Linked DNA regions of Sus scrofa: region 2 is linked to region 1. A link is a contact called in public HiChIP or PLAC-seq data. All regions are on one chromosome and are shown on one strand. Each heading gives the region's core, a stretch centred on a gene start, on an enhancer-like site or on the middle of the called end of the contact. The rest is flanking DNA. Distances are from core to core; before and after follow the strand shown. Region 1 overlaps SNTB1 (beta-1-syntrophin). Region 2 overlaps DEPTOR (DEP domain-containing mTOR-interacting protein).

The links. HiChIP or PLAC-seq counts read pairs in DNA pulled down with a chosen protein or histone mark.
Region 2: an H3K27ac HiChIP or PLAC-seq map of alveolar macrophages shows a contact between it and region 1. The contact joins two enhancer-like sites. A contact is called at or near these places in 2 of 2 datasets of contacts at active chromatin or transcription factors (alveolar macrophages and skeletal muscle).

The regions. Positions count from the first base shown.
Region 1 is chr4:18,352,979-18,360,144 of Sscrofa11.1, forward strand. All of the region lies in intron 2 of SNTB1 (beta-1-syntrophin), which reads left to right. Among named protein-coding and RNA genes, the nearest start is that of SNTB1, 68 kb to the left of the region's middle. Within about 2 kb of position 2,988, at least 6 of the 83 cell types and tissues checked have an H3K27ac peak or open chromatin away from gene starts, as enhancers often do. A contact at or near this core is called in alveolar macrophages, where this site is marked.
Region 2 is chr4:19,126,558-19,133,666 of Sscrofa11.1, forward strand. All of the region lies in intron 4 of DEPTOR (DEP domain-containing mTOR-interacting protein), which reads right to left. Among named protein-coding and RNA genes, the nearest start is that of DSCC1, 31 kb to the right of the region's middle. Within about 2 kb of position 4,759, at least 34 of the 83 cell types and tissues checked have an H3K27ac peak or open chromatin away from gene starts, as enhancers often do. A contact at or near this core is called in alveolar macrophages, where this site is marked.

The sequences.
Region 1 (7,166 bases), core at 1,738-4,237:
AGGAAGGATTTCTGCTTCCAGAGTACAGTCAGGGACTTAGAACCCAAAGGTGCCAGAGCAAGTCGCCAACTCCAAACACTCTTTAATATTCACAAGATACAAAAGCAAGTGTGTTAATTTGTATTAGGGTGGTATCAGTGGAATGACCCCACGAACTCAGCAAGCAAGAACATGTTTGATGTTACCTATCTTCCCAGCTAAAGTTTTGGTAGTTATCCCAAAGGCAGGCTGGCCCTTTGTCAGCATCTCCTTGTAGGACTTTTGACCTTTCCTGTAGGAGTCCTGTGCTTCTCAGGTCTTGAACACAGGAATGACTTTTGAAGCTTGTTTACACAATACCATGTTGGGCACTTGAAGAAATTTCTCAGCAGTAATTTTGGCCTTTCGGGATTTTTGTCTTATATTTAAGAACCCAGTGCCAGCCTCAGCTGTCTGAATAACATGAACTGTCATCCTCACTCAACAGAGAGATTCTGTAACCTGGTTGTACATATACTTAAGGGTCTTCAGCCCCCTAAAAGGAACTATTGATTGTTCCCTTAGTCCATTCAAAAATATATATACCACTGTAACACAAACCCCATAAACTGGGTGGCTTCTAAACAATAAACATTTGTTTCTCATAGTCCTAACAGCTTGGAAGCCCACGATAAAAGCACTGGTGGAGTTTTCTTGTGGCCCAGTGGGTTAAGGATCTGGCATTTTCACATGGTGCAGGTTCAATCCCTGTGCCAGGAACTTCTGTCACCAAAAAATAGGAAAAAAACAAAACCCCAAAAAACAAACAAACAACAAAAAAAAAAACCAGCACTGGCACATTCTTTCTCTGCGAGCCCACTTCCTCGTCCATAGTCTGTGTTTTCACTGTGCCCTCACATGGCAAAAGGGACAAGGGAGCTTTCTTGGGCCTCTTGTATAAGAGCAGTAACCTCGGAGTTCCCGTCGTGGGGCAGTGGTTAACGAATCCGACTAGGAACCATGAGGTTGCGGGTTTGATCCCTGCCCTTGCTCAGTGGGTTAAGGATCCAGCATTGCTGTGAGCTGTGGTGTAGGCCACAGATGTGGCTCGGATCCCGCGTTGCTGTGGCTCTGGTGCAGGCCGGTGGCTACAGCTCCGATTCGATCCCTAGCTTGGGAACCTCCATATGCCGTGAGAGCAGCCCTAGAAAAGGCAAAAAGACAAAAAAAAAAAAAAAAAAAAGACAAAAAAAGAAGTCTTAAAAAAAAAATAAAAAAAAAAACAACAGTAACCTCATTCTTGAGGGTGGAGCACACCCCAAAGGCCCCACCTCCCAGTATCATCACCCTGAGGAGTTAGGATTTCAAAATATGAATTTGGGTTTGGAGGGGACACAGATATTCAGTCCATAGCAATAGTGAAAACAAACGAAGCCTTTTTAGCCATTTCATTTTTAAACCATTCTGGCTACAGCCTTTTCTGATTATAACATAGAAGGTATACTGTCCATGACAGGGGCCAAAAAAGAACAGAACAGATTATTTTCTGTGCTGAACCTTGTGTAGCCTCCTTAGGATGCAGCCTCCTTGCTTCTACCAGGCTTTCTGTGCCATTGTCATCTTTCCCTCAATGCACTGTTTTGCACTTGCCCTCTGGGAAGAGGCACCCTTCTCGGGACCCTCTGCAGGGCCTTGGGAGTCCTGTAGTTTACCCTCTCCTCACCTGACACTTCCTTGAGGTGTCTTATTTTTGCACAGTTGGAGGTCTCTATACATTCTCTCTTCCCAACCACTACTGAAAATCTGAATTGAGCCTTGGCAGAGGTCTGATGGTTGGAGGATCTCAATTGGTTTTCCTTGTCTGTCACCTGGACCCTCACCCCCCACATGTGAGTTGATCTGTTTCTTCCCTCCCTATGAATAATTTTGCTGTACACCAGAAACTAGCACAATATTGTAAATCAACTAAACTTCATGTAGGAGAAAAGAAGATGCATCGTTGTGTGCAAACTACTGGCGTTAGGGTATGAAGGCTGATGCAATGTTATTATGTTATTATGACCAGTGAATAAGAGGGTTCAGATCCTTGCTCTGCCACTGACTAGTTGTGGTATCATCAGTCTTAGGCTCTCTGGGTCTCAGTTCCCACATCTGTAAGATGGCAGTAATACTTGCAACCACTTCATAGTCCTGCTGGGAAGATTTCAAGTGCTTAAAATGTGTGTGGCACATGGTCAATGCTCTCTTAGTATTAGTTACTATTAGTATGGCCATTATCATTGTTTGCTTGCAAAATCCATTAAAGGGAATGGATGATGTCTTCTTAAGAGATCACACACACACACACACACACACACACACACACACACACACACACTAATATATAATAAAACTGAATCACTTTGCTATACACCAGAAAGCAAACTAACACAACATTGTAGATCAACTATACTTCAATTTTTTTTTTTTAAAGAGAAGAGATCATTCTATAGAGGAAAGATATGGAAGTGATGGGAGAACCTGAACTTGGATGCTTTATTCAGTATAAAGTAGGAAAGAGAGCATGTGCAAGTTCTTAACCATGACAGCATCATGGCTTAGAGAGCAGAGAAAGTGATCAGGGCAGCAGCCTCTGTCCTCATCTCATTTTCAGCCCTATTATAAGTGGTCCGTCACTTCCCTTTCCTTCTAGCTCTCTTCATGTCACTAAAATTAAAGGATCTACTACCTTGTCTGTGGCAAACACAGATTAGAAACTTTTTTTTTTTTTTTAAATGGAAAGGATGTCGACAACTGCTTTCCTGTTAAATTTCTTGTAGGACCATTGACTGATTTCCCTTTCGTCTGGATTGGTCACTTTAGGTTCATGCATGACCGTATTATTTTCACTCTTGCCAACTCCCAACTTTTCTATTAACTTTGCAGTTTTGAATAACTCACTTGGAATTTATGATCCTCCACTTCCTCACCAATAAAATAGTAGTAATAGCAACACTTCCCCATCTGGGCAGAAGGCAAAAATTTGAGGAAGAATTAGAAAGCACTCTATAAGCCCAAGTGCTTTGTAAATATTTAATACTTAGTAGTTGAGGTAAATGTCAGGGGAGTGTGGAACTCAACATTAATCTTTTTGTTATGACAGCTCTTTAGATGTGTTTAGCTTCCCAATCCAAACACTGGAGACCCTGAACTTTTCTGACCCTTCCTCCTTTTCTTATTTTTCATTTTCCATGATGCCCAAGTATTTCCCATCCAACATCAAATAACAGTTCACTTTAATTCCTCTGCAAAAGGAGATTTTAGCTCATTTAGAGCCCCAAAGTCCCGCTCCCCATCTGGAGTTCCTAAACGCTGGCACTGAAAAACTTAGGCTTCACCGGGAAATTCCTTTTTCTGGCAGAAGTATCTCTTTGTGTTGGAACTGGCATTTGCCTTTTTCCTAGAACAACCCCCATTGTTTGGAAATCCTCTCTTCTCATTAGGCTAGCTCATTTCCACAGAAGGCTAAAGTCATTTCCATCCAACTTCACAACCCTACAGGGTCCTTTTAACTAATGAGACCCTCTATCTGTTGCTATCAGCTAGGTTTCCTGATTGAGCCTGGGAGGGGGCTAGGTGAATTAAGGCGGCAGATAGATAATTTTAAAAAAAATGCATTTAATAGTGCATGATGACTTTTCCAGATTAACTCTGTTCTCTCTCTTGAAATGTCTATAAGAGCTTTTCGGCAAACACTTGTCTGGACACAGTTTCACAAGGGAAATTTGCTCCACTCTGAGGTCAGCGTTTGCTTCTATTGTTTGTTACTCTGCCCATGTCACACCCACCTCAGCTGCCAAACAGAAGAACGATTCTTATGAACAGTGATCTGCTTTGCAGTTTTAGTTTATTTCTAAATTGCAGAAATGGTTGATGAGTGAAGTGTTCTGGTAACTTTTTATTGGAACAGAATAGAGCATAGATTTGGGAATTCTTGAGGTTGACATGTGTTTGGTGGAAAAAAAAAAAAGCAATAAAACCTTGTGCTTTTTTTTTTTTTTTTAACTTAATGGTGATGCATGCAGTTATCTGAAGCTAGATATCTTTTATTCTTCTTCTTCTTTTTAGGGCCGCACTTGCGGCATATGGAAGTTCCCAGACTAGGGGTCACAGGCCTTTGCCACAGCCACGCCAGATCCTGTGACCTATACCACAGCTCCTATCCCACCTTAACCCACTGAGCAAGGCCAGGGATCAAACCCGATGAGACACAACGGGAACTCCCCGAGGCTAGGTACCTTCTATTTGTATTGAGCTTTGCAGTTTGCATGGGACTTTTGTATACATGATAGTTTCAGCTTTCCAGTATTATGATTGAGGTTTTTGGTTGATGGTGTTCAATGACAGCTTTAGAAGACAGAGCTATGATAATGACTGGGAGTTGTGTATGGAGGGGCATTTCTTTTAGATTTAAGAAGTAGGGAAGGCTGTATGAAGGGAGGGAATGAAGAAGTTAGCTGTGACCTTGCCAAGAATTACTTTTCTTACTTGAAAAATGAAGATAATAATAATATTTATCTGATTCATCTCACAAGGTCTCAGGTCCCCTGCAGTAGACCCTACATGAAAGGGTCAGCCCAAAAGCACCTTAAACATTCTAGTGGCTCTTATTGCTTATGTTGTGATGATTCGTGGAAAGTTGGTCCAGCCAAAATTGTTTCATTCACTGGCCTACTGCACTGTGAAGTTCCCACTTTTGAGAGTGACACAGTAACTCCATGGCACTCATCAACACATCAACTGGATTGGTTTAGCCACTCACCTGCTATATTCTAAGGAGACCTAATAGGAATGAAAAATGGGATTATATATCTGATAAATGAGAAAGGGTTGAGAAAAGTTCTGAATTGGAGCATAACAAGAAGGAAATGTCTGCATGGCAAGGGTGGGTTGAAGCTAGACTTAATGAAGACTGACCTTGATATGGCTGGCCCTGAATCTGCCCTCAGCCAGAGAAGTCAACTACTGCTCTCAGTGACCTCAGACCGCTCCCGTCCCCTGAGTTTCCAGACATTGCTTATGGTCAGATCTTTCTCAATTTGGGTTTTCACTTCCTCTCTCAAAAGTTGCTGGTTTGTAGAAGATAATGTCAAGTTTGGAACCAAGTTGACTTTCTTTCTTCTCTTAGAAAACATCAATAGAGGGCAAATACACTATACAAGTCATGAGATTTGCTTAAACTGATTTAAACTAACTACCATTTCTTCGATGCTTCATAGTTGACAAAATATTTTCCACACGTAATTTTTTTTTTTTTTTTTTTTTTGCTTTTTGCTTTTTGCTTTTTAGGGCCATGCCCGCAGCATATGGAAATTCCCAGGCTAGGGGTTGAATTGTAGCTGTAGCTTCTGGCCCATGCCACAGCCACAGCAATGTGGGATCTGAGCGGAGTCTGCAACCTACACCACATCTCATAGCAATGCTGGATCCCTACCACTGAGAGTGGCCAGGGATCAAACCTGCATCCTCATGGGTACTAGTCGGATTTGTTTCCACTGAGCCACGATGGAACTCCCACGTATGTAATTTATGTAGAGCATTGACTCTGTAGAGTTAAGTATCTCAAGTATTTGGGGAAAATGAAGGTAATGATATGTACCCACCATCCAAGATTGATAGGATTAAATGAAAGGTTGATTATAAAGCAGTCTGTAAAGCCCCCTGGCATACAGAAAACAATGTATTTCTGATGCCTCTAGTGTATGAATGAAGGAACAAATTCAGAGGGTTATGTGGTATGTTTAAGGTCAGAGGAGAAGGCAAAGGTAGATCCATGGGTCAGACTTCCACTCCAGCAACGTGAGGAACGGTCTAACCATTTGACATTTATCTTTTTTTTTTCCCCTCCATACAGCCACACACACCCATGGCATATGGAAGCTCCCAGAGCCAAGGATCAAATCAGAGCTGCAGCTGCAGACGTACACCACAGCCACAGCAAAGCGAGATCTGAGCCACATCTGTGACCCATGCTGCAGCCTGTGGCAACACTGGATCCTTAACCCATTGAGCAAGGCCAGGGATCAAACCTGCATCCTTACAGAGACGATGTCGGGTAATGACCCAATGAGCCACAATAGGAACTCCCTGTTTGACATTTAAGTTTGGATTCCATGCTACAAACTGTTGAGAAAGAAAAAGAAAGAGAGAGACAAAAAGAGGAAAAGGGAGACCGAGAGAGAAGAGAAAGAGGAGAGAAGAGAGAGGAGAGAGAGAGAAACCACAAGCATGTGCTGTGGTCTGAATGTGTGTCCCCCAAATGCATGTTGAAATCCTATTGCCCAGTGTGATGGTGTTAAGAACTGGGGCCTTTGGAAAGTGCTTAGGTCATGAAGGTGGGGCCTCTTTGAATGAGATTAGCGCTCTTATCAAACAGGCCCCCCAGAGCTCCCTGGCCAATTCCTTCATGTGAGGATACAGTGAGAAGAAAGGTCTCCACCCAGGCCCCAACCCTGCTGACACCTTGGTCTCAGACTTCCAGACGCCAGAACTGTGAAAAATAAATTTCTGTTGTTATAACATACCCATCTGTGTTACAGCAGCCTGAGGATGAAGAGAGATTTTTAAATGTTGACTTGCTAAAATATAGGTGAGAGATAATAAGTACCTCGTCCAGGAGCAGTTAGGGTATCATATAAAAAATGTGTGGTGTTGGGCGGGGGGTGGGTGCTGTGTGGCTTAGGTATGGTAATGTAACCAAGAGGTTTATGGGAATGAGGGGCATTCAATTTTCCTCCAGCTTCTGGCTTCTAAGGCTTCCAGGTTTTAGCCCAGTGCATCAGCCCTTGCATATTAATAGATAGTTGGCATGGCGATCCCCGGGGGCCCAGGGGAGGGAGAGGTCCTCTCATAAAAATCCAGAGTGGTTCAGCTGAAAATGTTTGTGAAGCCTTTTTATATCTACTTTGTTTCTTGACCTCCCAGCAAACATCCTGAAAATGTTATTTCCAGCCACCGAAATTTTGTTCCCTTAATAGACTTCTGAGGGAAGTAGCTTCACATTCCCTGGTTCCCAGCTCTTCTTTCCACTCCCCCCTTCCCCGACCCCACACCATACGTCCAGCGGCTCTGACATCTGCCTGCTGCAAAGTGTTAGCACTTACCTAAACTGTGCTCTCTAGAATCCAACTTTTGCCCTGGGCCTGAAGCTGTTATTCCGTGGGATCCAC
Region 2 (7,109 bases), core at 3,509-6,008, 780 kb after region 1:
CTTTGGCTTTGGAGACCATATAATCTTGGTTGCAACTAATTCTGCTGTGGTAGCACAAAAGCAGTCATAGACAGTATGTAAATGACTGGGTGTGGCTGTGTTCCCAAAAAACTTTACTTATAAAAAATAAGCAGTGGGCCAGATGTGGCCCACCAACTGTAGTTTACACCTACTCCCCACACACATGGTTGATTTCCATAGGTAATATAAAAATTCATGTTTACACTCATTTCATAATTGAAAAGGTGTTTCCAGAATGTTAATTCTGAGCCCTGCTGACCTATTTACTAATATTAACAGCAATAATAACAACTAACAATGAATGTTCCCTACATGCCAGGCCTTATTCTAAGAACTTTCCTCGCATGCAACCAGAAGTGCCCTATTTATTTCTGCCATTTTTAGAAAAGGAAACAGAACTTTAAACTGATTCAGTCAACAAGAGTGCTCAGTGAGAGCCCCTGAATCTATCAAGAGAGCCCATTTTTAAGAACCCAAGCCAAAATTGCATATCACTCTTTAAATATCCTTATCCTCTCTTCTGCTAAAGGATTTTTTTCTCTTATGATACTTGATAATTCTAAATCATAATTCTAGCATTATGCCCAAACATCCCCTGATATCTTAGAAAATCTTTACACTGATTATCTTGAACCCCTAATTCCCCGATTCTGAGAGTTCTGCATTCATTCTTCTAATCCTAAAAATCAACACGTAAACTTCAGGAACCAATTTTCCAGCAAATCGAAAGGCTTGGTGTGAAAATTTCAGTTATAATTATAAAAGGCTTGCCTTAGCCATTCCTACAAAGGAAAAAAGAGGCTGTTAAATGAAATGTCCAGTGCGTATTTGGCCATTTCAATGTACACTCTTAGAGGACCTGAGTCGAAATATTATATATATTAGAATCTATTATATTATATTATGTAGAATATAAAATCTATTAGAATCTATTATAAGGATCTACAGTTAACTAAGTAAAAAATTATTCCAGATCTAAAACAGTTGAGCAATACCTTAAAAGGCTCTTAATCTTCAATGTTCGAAATATTTGGAACATTTTTTTTGTTGTTGTTCTTTTTGCCATTTCTTGGGCCGCTCCCGCGGCATATGGAAGTTCCCAGGCTAGGGGTCTAATCGGAGCTGAAGCCGCTGGCCTACACCAGGGCCACAGCAATGCTGGATCCGAGCCGCATCTGCAACCTACACCACAGCTCACAGCAACGCGGATCCTTAACCCACTGAGCAAGGCCAGGGACCGAACCCGCAACCTCACTGTTCCTAGTTGGATACGTTAACCACTGCGCCATGACGGGAACTCCCTGGAACATTTTTTAATGTTTCCTTCATGAGATTCTACTGACTGATCTATTTCTTTCATGCAAAACATAAGTCTGGGGATACACATCTCATGTTTTGTGTCACTGAGAAGTGGCAATACATAAGTTTCCTTTTAGAACCTAAAATAAGACCCACTAGACAATCATATTCAAGAACTTCGAATATTTTCACTTAATCCATATGTGAAGGTTATTTACTATTTGAGTAAAACACACACGTTAATCTGACACATGTCATATATATATATATACGCTCATCAGTATGCTTCTGGGTAATGAGGCATATATAGCAGTGTAAGCAGCCAATTAGTCACACAACTAAACCAAGTTTTTGTGGCTTTTAAATATTTCTTAGCCGATTAAATTTTTTTTTTTTTTCTTTTTAGGGCTGCACCTGTGGCACATGAAAGTAGGAACTAGGCCAGGGGTTGAATTGGAGATGCAGCTGCCAGCCTATACAACAGCCAAGGCAATGCCAGATCCTTAACCCACTAAGCAAGGCTCGGGATCAAACCTACATCCTCATGGATACTAAATGGGTTCTTAACCCCCTAAGCTACAATGGGAACTCCTGATTTTAAATGTATTAATGTTGCTCTTCATCGTTTTTTTGCCTATGTAGACATAAGTATACCTATAATTTTTGCTCAATTCAAATTTTCAGAGACAGGTCAAAGTCCAGACTCCAGGTAGTTGGGGGATTCTTTGCCTCTGTCCTCTAGACTCCAATGGCTTAGCACTGAGACCAGCTGTATTCTCAATTTGTACATCCTTAAGGCAAGGCTTCTGGCAACACTGTGAAGCTGCAAAACCCAGCTCTTCTATTTGCTGGCCTTGTGATCCTGGACAAGTTTCTTAATTTCTCTAAGCCTCTGTGTTCCCATCTCTAAAATGGGACTAATAATACCTGTAAAATAATACATGTAAAATACTTATAACACTACTTGGTACATACTAAGGGTTCAATAAATACTGGCTATTATTAATTTTTACTGAGAAGGCCAAAAGAAAATCAGAGTAACACCAAACCAGTGAATACTGCAATAAATTGCATAGTAATAATATCTTACAATCTACTGCTGGGGGAAGATTTTTCCACCTGTCTTAGCAGAAGGAAGCGTGGAGTTAAGCAATTAAAAACAGGGCCTTCACCTAGTTTGACCTTTGAACTAAACACCCTCATTTTAAAAATAAGGTGAAGTTTAAAGTCCTGGTTTCAGAATTTCAGAGGAAGTCAAAATGCACAGAAGGGAGGCCTCCTTCCTGGATTTTAGCAGAGGAGCTGTAGCCTAAGGATGAATAAAGTGTCTTACCTCCCCTTGCGGGGTGCACAGACCTGCCAGCTGTGGAGGGACACACAGGTGTGTGGACGTGACCTTAGAGGCCCAGCTCGACTTTCCAGGCAGTGAGGTAGCTGGGGCTGGGAGCCTGGCCTGAGGGCCTGTGACCTCACACAAACCCCAGAGGCCTCCAGGTGCTGAGCACCTGGCATCTTCCAGCTCCCTCTATCAGGAGCCTGGGTTCACACTGCAACCCAGAGATAAAGGCCATGCTGCTGCTTGCATTATAGGAAAGTCGAGTACCCAGGGGTCAGGGTGCCTCCAGTGGAAGAGAAAGATGCTGTGTGTCAGGCAGCTGCATGCTCACCACCAAATCGGTGGGACAATGGATGATGATGGAGGACCCTTTGTGCTGATGGGCCCCCAGTAAAGTGTTTAATCCACACCATGAAAGTGGTATCTACCTTCACCCCCCTCACCACACAAGAAGGACAAAAATGGACAGGGTTGTAGATGCCTTGATGTCCGTCTGCTCGAGGTACCAGAAGGCTCAAAATCAGAGAAGCACCCACTCTTTTAAGTCACTGGAAGTTCTGCAAAGAGAGCTTGGCTTCCCCTTTAGAAGGTGTCACCTTTTGCTGATACCTCCCATTCCTAAGTCTGAAGGGGAGGGAAGAGGAGTCAGGCCTGCCATCACCCTGACCCTCTTCTGGGAGGATTATTAACCTGGATAGAGGGGCTCTTGGAGAAGAAAACATTTGCCCTGTGAGATACCTACTTCACTTAAATAATCCTTCTGGTATGGGAGGCAGTTCAGGTCATAGAGATAAGGTATGATTCTCAATGCCTTATGGTGAAATATTGAAAAATGTCTTCATTCTAGTAAATGCAGTTTGTTTGAGGGTTTTTTTTGTTTTTTGTTTTTGTTTTTTTTTTTTTTGGCTGCACTAACATCATGTGGAGGTTCCTGGGCCAGGGACCGAACCTACGCCACAGCAGTGACCCAAGCCACAGCAGTGACCATGCCAGATCCTTTTAACTGCTAGGCCACCAGGGAACTCCCCAGCAAATGTAGTTTTAAGTGACACACTGAAGAGCTAACGTTTAACCTTTGAACCCATCTCTGAATAGACTACCAAATAGGTTTTTTTGGTTTTTGCTTTTTAGGGCCACACCCATAGCATATGGAAGTTCCCAGGCTAGGGATCGAATAGGAGCTGCATCTGCTGGCCAATGCCACAGAACATGGAATCTGAGCCTCGTCTTCGACCTCCACTTGCATCCTCATGGATACTAGTCAGATTCGTGTCCACTGCACCACAATGGGGACTCCTACCAAATAGTTTTAAATTCCTTTGTTACACATTGGATTATAATCTCTACGAAGGCCTATCTCCCGGAGTACCCTGAACAACGTGATTTAATACCTATTGCTACGCTCTATCAAGAATAGCATTTTTGGGAGTTCCCTTTGTGGCACAGTGGTTAACGAACCTGACTAGCATCCATGAGATGTGAGTTCGATCCCTGGCCTTGCTCAGTGGGTTAAGGATCTGGCGTTGCTGTGAGCTGTGGTGTAGGCTGCAGATGTGGCTCAGATCCCACATTGCTGTGGCTGTGGCATGAGCCAGCGGTTGTAGCTCTGATTTGACCCCTAGCCTGGGAACTTCCATATGCTGCACATACAGCCCTAAAAAGCCAAAAAAAAAAAAAAAAAAAATAGCATTTTTGACTACAAAGTAAAACAAACTGTCATATTTTATTATAGATGGGTGTTCTTTTAAGGACTGCTAGGCTAAATTTCATAATAATTTGTTTTTTCCTCATAAGCCACCAACACAGTCTGCAATGATTTCCCCAAACACATATGAGCCTCCAAAAGTCTGACTGTGGCACTGGTGGCGACCATGTCCTCACCACCCAAACACTGAGAAGCCCACAAAGAAGGGATAGGGTCCTAGCCCCTGGAAGTTTTCTCTGGTAGAGGCTGGAAGGTCAGCCGAGGAGCATTCGTTGGGGAGGAGGCACAATATCAGAGAGCTGAAAATGTCCAGATAATCCCCAAATTCTCACAGTGTTCAAACTCCTCCCTGAGTAAACATTCTTCCAGAACTGCTGACAGACAGCCAAACCAACTTCCTCTCCTTCTCTGTGTTCCTCTTTCAGAAATGAAATTATCTAGAAGCAGAATAACCATCCCAAGTGGAGCTCCAGGAAGGCAACTGAAGAGATTCCCCTCAGGTTTATTAAGCGTGTAAGCAATCAAACAAAATGGGCTGATAAATCCTGTGCGTTGGAAAAGCGGTCTCCGAGGAATTCCTGGCCCTAACCACTGTGCCTCCACTCAAAGGACATAAGTGTAAATTATGATAAAGTCCTGAGTAATCAGACTCTGCTCTCCTTGGCTTCAAGCCCTCCTTAGAGCCAAGTCAGCAAATGGTGAACACGTAGGCAAGTGCATTGGCTCCAAGCCCAGCTTCTTAGATGTCATGGATGTTTCGCGATGGGTTTAACTGGAGCTTCCCCCTTTGGTAGCCAACATAGGCATAAGGAAAAGCATAATTTTATATCACAGTACCTGAGGGCAAAAGGTTCACTGCATCTGGACACATACCACCCATTTTGAAGAATAAAAGGCTAAACTCATGTTGTATTATCCAAGAATAAAACCCTAAGTTTGGGTTTATTCCTAATAGTTATGTTGATGGTAAGATGTGGCACAAAATCAATGCCAAAGTTGCTATTGAAGAGTCCACAGTGCAATAAGATACAAGCTTATCTGGCAAAAACTTGCCTTCTTAATAATCCAAGGTAGCTTCAATTTCTGGAGAAAAGAGGGAAAACAATGACAAAATATATTGAAACGCATGACCTTCCTTAGTTACGTAAGTAAAGAACATTTTGCAGCTTTCCCAGAAAGTCTGCATCTTAATTATTCTTCAAGCGGCGTTGCTTAAACAAAGAGATAACTTTTATACAGCTTTGGCCGGGAGCCTTTCTGGGTGGAGGTGTTACTTGGAAAGACATCAAAACCCAAGTGATGCAAAAGGCATTCTCTGTTATTTGAACCTGAGCCACCTGCCATTTTAGTCACATTTAAAAAAAATTTTTTTTTTTAATTCAAGTGTAGTTGATTTACAATGTTGTGCCAATGTCTGCTGTATAGTCATATGTTAAGGTCTTGATTTTACTTCTATTACTGAGCACACCTGGGGCATCTCTTCCAATTCATAGGGTGGTGAGGTGTGGAAGGTGAGGGAGGGAGGGTATGGATGACAAACAGGTGATCATCATGATGGGGAGATTTCCAAGGAGCCTTGCTTTGAAAGCGGTACAGTCCAGGTTCAATGCCAATGTCTCTGAGCCTTTCCCACGCTGAATCTTCCTTGTGGCTTTTCTGTGGACATTTTTTTTTTCCTTACTGGAAATATTATAGCCTTATTTGTTTATTCATTTTTACATTTTTTATTAGAGTTGATTTATAATGTTCCTTCAATTTCTGCTGTACAGAAACATGACCCAGCCATACATACACACATTCTGGTTTGTTTGTTTTTTTCCCCATACTCTCTCCCATCATGTTCTAACCCAAGAGACTGGACACAGTTTCCTGGGCAGTACAGGGGGAGCCCATTACTTATCTGTTCTAAATGTAAGTGTGGACATTTCTTTAACACATGGGCTCCCCCTGCCCCCAAGATCTCCAAACTGGAAACCTTAAACCATGCAATTGAAAATCAAGTTTTCACATCGGCCAAAAGTGTGCTTGAAACTCTCAGAGATGCAGGTGATCACGGAGGGAAGTCAGGGAAATGAAGGTCATTCTCTTGCTCCCCAGCACCTTACTCAGTGCCTGGCATCTAGATCGGGTTTGGGAATTATTTATAGAACTAGTGCTGAGACGCTAAGAGAGATCCTGCATGGATATGACAGGACAACAGAGCAGCTTTTGCCTTCACAGATGCCCAAGCCGACCTTTTCTGCAGCTTTGCAACATTTCTGCTGAGTCCTGGAAAGGCATGGAAGGTAAGAGCTGCACACATGACAAGCCTACAGTAGAGCATCATAATTCTAAGGATACAGTATTATTTTCAGAAGAAGCATGGTTACATAAACACATAGTATCAACTCATTATTCTACTTAGAAAAGTCATTTCTCTCTCCTGGATTGGGGGCGGGGAAATGTTGGGGTTTTTTTATTTATTTTTTTTTACAGAAGAAAATACATATATTTGAACACAGTTACACTCACACAGATTATTATATCATGGATCTTAAGAAACAGATTAAGTGACTCCCTCTGGAGAAGTGGAATGGAAGATATGCTGAGACAAATAGGAAATTTATTCTATACTTTACCCTATTTTGTATGGCTTTCATCTTTACTATTTAGTATTATCTATTACATTTCAATTTTTCTTTAAATATTAGCATTATATTGAAATTGTGTATATTGTGCAACTAAAATTTATAAAGAAGAAAGCCTTAT